Regions from separate parts of the Macaca mulatta genome. Here region 2 is linked to region 1. Evidence: chromatin contacts called from public Hi-C data. All regions are on one chromosome and are shown on one strand. The core of a region is the stretch at or near the end of the contact, and the rest is flanking DNA. Distances in the headings are between cores, read along the strand shown.

The links. Hi-C and Micro-C count contacts between places; a contact is called where the count stands out from the background.
Region 2: a Hi-C map of liver shows a contact between it and region 1, with 3 times the contacts expected there. The contact joins the promoter of CLDND1 here to the promoter of CPOX in region 1. A contact is called at or near these places in 2 of 14 Hi-C or Micro-C datasets (fetal cortex germinal zone and liver).

What each region holds. Positions count from the first base shown.
Region 1 is chr2:184,975,146-184,978,862 of T2T-MMU8v2.0, forward strand. CPOX (coproporphyrinogen oxidase) reads left to right here and starts at 1,556. Exons shown (of 7, transcript XM_001088605.5): 1 at 1,556-2,216. The coding sequence starts at 1,664.
Region 2 is chr2:185,046,266-185,050,275 of T2T-MMU8v2.0, forward strand. It overlaps CLDND1 (claudin domain containing 1), which reads left to right and starts at 1,470. Exons shown (of 6, transcript NM_001265740.1): 1 at 1,470-1,671; 2 at 2,823-2,866; 3 at 3,078-3,387. The coding sequence starts at 1,665. It also overlaps the pseudogene LOC144339427.

The sequences.
Region 1 (3,717 bases), core at 306-2,805:
GCCATCTTGGGCATGCCCGAAAACCAAGCCTTTACTTTTCAGTGATTCTCAGTGGTGAGGCTTGGGCAAGCACACCCACCTTGCTAACATCATGTCCCAGTGCAAGAGCTGCCAGGTGCAGTTGTGTGTAGATAAGATGCCAATTGGTCTGACTCAAAAGCCATTGAAGTTCCATCAGTGCATCCTGCCACTAAGAAAACACTTGTGGGAACAGCTACCGGTGGCTTAAATTATTATCTATTACTAGAAATTAAAACCATCCTGGAGACTTAAGGGACAAATTAGCCCATGACAATAGTTCTCACACTTTTATGTCCAGGAACCATGGAGCTCTGGTATGGTTACAGGGGAGACAAAGACTTGCCTGTCAAATCTGTTAGCTTCTTTCCTCATGTCTTTAAAGGGTAGGGGAAGGGAGACAGAGTGGGAGGAAGTGTGGATATTTGCCCTGCCTAGTTTATAGCAGTTGTTTTAAGTATTAAATGTGAGCAATATTTGGGAGCACCCCACAGTAGTAGTAGAACTATTTTAAAAATTATTTGTTAATCACCAAAACACAGGAATTTTCTACTGGTTAACCAAAACAGTCACGTTGCTTTTCCTTTTTCTAAAATAATCAAGTAGGTACTATAGAAGCAAGGCCTGGGGAAATCTTTTTTTTTTTTTTTTGAGACAGAGTCTCGCTCTGTCACCCAGGCTAGAGTGCAGTGGCGCGATCTCCGCTTACTGCAACCTCTGCCTCCCGGGTTCAAGCAATTCTCCTGCCTCAGCCTCCCGAGTAGCTGAGACTACAGGCGCACGCCCTCACACCCAGCTTTTATTATTTTTATTTTTTAATTTTTTTTAATTTTTAGTACAGACAGGGTTTCACCATGTTGGCCAGGCTGGTCTCGAACTCCTGACCTCATCTGATCCACCCGCCTGGGCCTTCCAAAGTGCTAGGATTACTGGCGTGAGCCACCGTGCCGGCTCCGGCCTGGGGAAATCTTAAGGACAGAACTGTGATGTGGACTCGATCACAGAAAGTCTTCTAGATTCTCTTCCGAGTCCATTACTAGCTTCTCCCACTCTCCTTAGAAAATCATCCTTAAGCAAGGAGTTTCCCAGCCTGCCCATCCCCTCTGAAAACTCTAGAGGACCAGGACCCAGAGCGACGGGCAGGTCTGTAGTCTATACATCCTGAGCCAGGCTCTGTATTCTGCAAACCCTGTTTGAAAATGTAAGCGGGACTGGGATCTCTGCCACATTTCCGCCCCAGTCCGCCCTCAGCCTCCCAGCCCGACTCTCTCTTCTCTCCTTGGCTGAGTAAACAGCCGACCCGAAGTTGTACGTGACAAGAGAGCCTCTGTTATCTCTCCCGTAGCTTCTACAGCACCGTCCCTGCCCCGCTCTCTTCCCTTCGGACCAGCCCTTCTGGGCGCGTCGGATTCTTATCTCCCGCCCCGCGCGGGGACGCTGCAGGCGGCGATAGGATCCGGACTACAGCTCCCAGCACGCCCCACTTCCCGCCCCCGCCGCCGGAGCCCGACGCTGCAGTGGCTCTTCGCGAAAGGTTCTTTCGTCCTGTGCGGCTCGCGGGCTCAGGACTCCCGGGGTCGGGGTGGGTCGGCTCAAAGGCCGGGCTCTGGGACGCAGGCACTGCCCCAGGTGATAGTGCGGGAGCATGGCCTTGCAGCTGGGCAGGCTGAGCGTCGGCCCCTGCTGGCGCGTGGCGCGGGGCGGCTGCAGAGGGCTCCGCGCCTGGTCCCAGTGCGGCGGCGGAGGGCTCCGAGCCTCGTCCCAGCACAGCGCAGCCAGACGCATCTGCCGGCCCCCTGGCCCGGCTGGCACGGAGCAGAGCCGCGGGCTGGGGCACGGCCCGACGGCGAGAGGCGGCCCCTGGCTGGGGACAGGGCTGGCCGCGGCGCTGGCGGGGTTGGTGGGGCTGGCCGCCGCTGCCCTCGGGCATGTGCAGCGGGCGGAGATGGTGCCTAAGAGCTCGGGGACGCGGGCCCCTTCGCTGGGGAGGCCGGAGGAGGAGGATGAGCTGGCCCGCCGCTGCAGCAGCTTCATGGCCCCGCCTGTGACCGACCTGGGCGAGCTGCGAAGGAGGCCGGGCGACATGAAGACCAAGATGGAGCTGTTGATCCTGGAGACCCAGGCCCAGGTGTGTCAGGCTCTGGCACAGGTAGACGGGGGCGCCAGCTTTTCTGTGGACCGGTGGGAGAGGAAGGAAGGTAAGGAGGCCGGCCCTTGGCGGGAGGTGGAGATGGGGGAAAAAGGGTCAGGTTCCAGATTGCAGACAGAAAATGTAATAGTTCACAATATGAGATGGGGTAGGTAGGGGGTACCCACGGAGAGGCCGCTTGGTTAGAGGCCGCTGATAAAAAGATGGACACGAAAGGGTCACCAGCCCTCTGCTTGCAGGTGTGGACCCAGATCAGCTGTCACTGTGGTACTGCATTTCAAAATCTTTGCAATTCCATAGCAGCTTTTTGTTTGTTTGTTTTAGAACTTTTAAGGGGTATTTGTAACTAACAAGCTTAGATGTCCAAAGTTCGTTATTGAACATAAATTTCAATAGATTATGGAACACATTTTGTCTCCTTCTCTGGGTGAATTTGCGCTTTTTCCTCTTTAGGAGATGGAAAGAACTCATCTCCTGCGCGCTAAGTGTCGGCGAAACTCCTCCAGCCAGGATGCCATTGTGTCAGAGTCTTCCCACTTCTTTTTACTGTTGCCCAAGATATATTTGATTGGTTTCTCAGTAGCACTACCAAATGCACGCGTCAGATTTCCTGCTAGGAAAGTCTTCCCTTCTAATGTCAATGAGCATCAGAACCCAGTTCTCATAGAGGCATACATTCATGACCGTGGTGTTGCCCATACAGTGAAACCCCACATCTTGAGTGGAAACTTGAAGGATTCCTGACTTCTCCTGTTTTGAGCTGTGATATTGTTACATCTATATTAAATGAAGTTCAGTCTAGTTTTCCATCTTGTAATGTTTTCAAGCAAAGACCACTGAACTAGGACACAACCTCAAGTACTAGACTAGCCGTGTGACCCTCAGAAGTTACTTTTTTTATGGCTGTTTTCCCATCTATGAAATATATATATATTTCATCTCATTTAATCCTCATACTACCCGTATATATGGATGGAATATATGTGAAGTGCTTAGAATATTGTCTGAAGCATAGGCAGCATTTAGATAAATTGTTGCAGCCACTCGTCAGCAGTTTGGTCTTGGATGAGATATTTTGCCCCTCTGGTCCTCAGTTTTCTCATTTGGAATATATGAGGGTTGTACTGGATCATCTTATCTCCCATCCAGCTCTAAATGTTCTTAGAAATAAAACAAGCCAAACATGAACTTTGATGAAACATTGTCCTTACAGTGACCCTAGTACCTTAAAAAAAATTAGTAGTAAGGCTCATACACGTGACTACTAATGTGCGTCTCACTTTAAGGTTTTGAATCCCTTCAGAGTTTGAATATCTACTGTTTCTTAATTGCCTGTAAATAAAATTAAAAGGCAAACAGCACACTGAGAAAGAAATTTTTGAAACAATATTGATCTCTTAAATTCAGTAATAATAGAACACCCTTCAAGTCTACCCATTCCCATTTTTAACCTTAGCTTTCTCTCATATATCATAACTGATAGATGCCATTCTGAACAGTAGAATCTGAAGGGAGAATATTCCAGTGATTTATTTTAGATGATAGCAGGA
Region 2 (4,010 bases), core at 220-2,719, 71 kb after region 1:
CAGTGGCGCGATGTTGGCTCACTGCAAGCTTCGCCTCCCAGGTTCAAGCGATTCTCCTGCCTCAGCCTCCCAAATAGCTGGGACTGCAGGCGCCCACCACCATGCCCGGCTAATTTTTTTGTACTTTTAGTAGATACGGGTTTTCACCGTGTTAGCCAGGATGGTCTCCATCTCCTGACCTCGTGATCTGCCAGCCTCGGCCTCCCAAAGGGCTGAGATTACAGGCGTGAGCCACCACGCCCGGCGGAAAGTAGGGGATTTCTAATGAAGGCTAACGGATGAAGACATTTCCTGGAGTATAAAGGCATTTATGCGTCTTACTACACACTGACAATTTGCCTGTGCCCCTCCGCCACTGACAAATTTTTTTTGACTGTATGCTGTATGTAAAAATCCAGAGTCATGTTAGAATATATTTGGCTACTAGCTTATTATGTACTGCATATGAATATCGGTTCACTCAGGTGAAAGAAATGTAACTACAGATAGAGAAACATACCATGCCTTTAATCTGTCAAAGTGGTAGAAATTTAGTATCAACTTGAAGCTCCCATCTTTCTCCTGTGCTAAATTACAAGGCATTAGGGGACGGAGTGGAGGTTTGAGAGCCCCTCTGGTCCTCGAGTCAGTTTTCTCTGTAGGTTACCGTTGAGAAATCCACCATTTGCTGGTCCCAGGCCACGTTAATAGTTCCACTCATGTTATTGTTAAGATGTACCTGCTTCCTGTCCGTGAATTTCTGTGTTAAACCTGAGGGCTCAGAAACATTGTGTCCTGTGTGCCACACATCATCTGCAATCTCCAATGCTGTCCTTGACCTTATCTACTTGAGTGATGTTCCCCAAATTTCAGTCTTTTTCCTACTATACCCACAATTTTTTATTCATTTTTTGACATATCTGGTATGCTCAGTATTATTAATATTTTTAAAATTAAATGAAAAAAATTTAAAAGGAACAACATTACTGCAATAGAAAACTAGTATCACTTGTCATAAAAAATAGGCAGCTACAAACACACATTTTATGAAACCCAAATAATGTCATTACATTCTTGATGGATACTGTCTGCCAGGTCACATACTTCTTAGCCTAAACTTATGCAGTAAAACGAGAAGGACTCTGCTCCAATGGGAGGGATTCTGGGAGAGGGAAATAAAATGGGTCAACGTTTCACAAGTAGAATCCCATTTTTGTTCATTTATACTTAAATCTAGAGGCAGGGTGGTGTGATAGGGAAAGCACAGGCCTAAAAGTCAGACCTAAGTTATACAGGTCACGGTCATTGACTAGAGGTGACCGGAAACCGGTCCGCTTTACTTTCTGGACCATTGTTCCTTCCTCCCTAAAATGCAAGAATCCAACAGCCTAGACTTCCCTTCTGCGCACCGGCTTGCCCTGAGGAGCTGAACTACATCTCCCACAATGCGCCGCGCGCGGCGCCAGGATGCCTATCGCCGCCTCAGACAGCTTTCAGTCTGTCCCTCCTACAACTCCCACAAGGCCCCTCGGTCCCGGGCCGCGGCCCGGCCCGGAGTGGGGGCGGAGGCGGAGGCGCGGGAGTTATGGAGGGGGCGGGCTCTGCAGGGAAGTGCGTCAGAGGAGGCGCGGGGAGAGTAGGGTGCTGTGGTCTGAGCTAGAGGGTGAAGCTGGCGGAGCAGGAGGATGGGCGGTGAGTGAGCGGGACCTGCGTCGCTGGGCGGGGGTCGCGTCGCGGTTCGATGTTCCCGGCGGTTTGAAGAGGGGCCCCCTTCCCGGGCGTGGTCGGGACTGGGCGGGTTCCGAGCGGCGGGTTTGTCCCTGGGCCGAGCCCTCTAGGGCGGGGCCTGGTCGGGTACTGGGGGACTCTGGATGGGGGCCGCACACGACTGCCCCGCCCCAGCCCTGGCCTTCTCCGGCCCCGCTGTGAGGCCCGGGAGGTGACCGCTCCAGGCGTCCGGCTTCGATGAACCGCCGTTCCCAGTGCTGGGACCCTTTAAGGTCATTTGAGAGCACCAGGATGAAGGGGGGATTTTTAAAAAATCAAAATGCAAATCCAACTTTTTGAGTTATCGTTGTCATTGCCCTTACCTTTCCTGAGTCACTTCCAATTTTCCAAACTCAGCAACCCCAGTTTGCGAGTCTGTTTTCGTGCACCTTTGTAAGGTGTTTGGTGCGGTCACGGTGTATACTTGCCGTGTAGTATTTGGCTCAGCGCGATCCGCCTTGAGTCATTTTACCGCGGCCATTTACTACTGCCGTTGAGCCCTGTCCACGCCTTGGGAGTGTTGATATTTTGAGAGTTTTCTGTCTGGCTGAGGAGGGATCATTTAGTTTTTGCGGACATATGTTGCACTTAGGGTTTAGGGAGAGAGCAAGGTTTCAGTTGAGGAGGTTCAGAAGTATAAGGAATAGGGAGAGTAGATAGGAGTGAAGCATTTGGCAGCGTAAAGAAGCGTGGCTTAGCTTTAATGGATTAGGGAGAGATTGCTATCTAGCATTATTATATGTTATTGTTCTCTTTGCTATTTTATACACCTAGAACAACCTTTCCCTCGGGGTTAACAAACATCTTCAACTCTGTTTTCCGTATGGCTCCTGACTCTTACCTTTGTTTTAGGAGGCTTCCCTCTTCAGAGGAAACTGGGAGAAGCCAATTGCCACTGCTTTTTCCTGTGTCTTTTTAACACTCAAACCCAGAACACTTAATCCTCTGCAGCTCGTGCAAAAATTCAGTCTGTGATTTAAAATGTGTGCACGGTAACACTGCTGACCATGGGCATGTCTATTGTTTGTATCTGTAATGTGTATGTCCATTTCAGTGTTGTCTGTTTTAGTATGCAGGTGATAGACTAGAGAACAAGACCTCTGTCTCCGTAGCATCCTGGGTATGTGAGCATTCAATAAGTACTTTTATGAGAATGAGTTTTGTTTTAAGCTTAATTAAAAACATGCTTGCTTTCTAAAAAAAAAATTCTTAATGGTTATATGTACGAAGGGATGGGGAATTGGGTAAAGGGTGCATTTGGAATAATTCAAAATAGTCTTTCTTATTTGTCCTTTAAGACTAACTTTCTTCTTTCTTCAACTTTTAAACAGAGCAGTCTGAATGCCAGAATGGATAACCGTTTTGCTACAGCATTTGTAATTGCTTGTGTGCTTAGCCTCATTTCCACCATCTACATGGCAGCCTCCATTGGCACAGACTTCTGGTATGAATATCGAAGTCCAGTTCAAGAAAATTCCAGTGATTTGAATAAAAGCATCTGGGATGAATTCATTAGTGATGAGGCAGATGAAAAGACTTACAATGATGCACTTTTTCGATACAATGGCACAGTGGGATTGTGGAGACGGTGTATCACCATACCCAAAAACATGCATTGGTATAGCCCACCAGAAAGGACAGGTATTTCTCTTATTTTAACGTCTCTCTTCTTTACCTGGTTAATAATGGACAAAATGACCTAGTGATTGCCCAGTTACATGTAAGCAGGTTTATTGGTTCTCTCTCTCCTTAAAGAAATAAATCATGTGTATCTTCTCTTTCTACTGCCTTCTCTCCCCAACCTCTTTGCATTACCATGGTACTCATCAATATTGGTTGGATGAGGAACTTTTCTTATCTTGGGAAAGCCATTAAATTTTTTTTTATTTACTCACACATTAAAACACTTTTTATTAATCTAACACATCATAAAGAAATAGTTGGAAAAGTACATCGAAAGACTTTAAAAATATTTGGTAACTAGTAAAAGGACTACCATCGAAAATCAACTCAACAAATTGTCCTTTTATGGGTTAGCTGTATTATAATACATATCTATCATTTACTCCTATATCTTAGGGGATATAATTTGACCAGCTCTACATTTAAATCTATGTAGATGAGACTGTTTTACAGCAATCTTGATACAGAGTTTGTAGGTTACGAAATTTGTATTACAGAAGTAAAAAAAAAAAAAAAACTAAGTTTTTCAGGTTTATTTTGCAGGCATTCTTATTTAACACTTAAAGTTTTTAATTTCCACT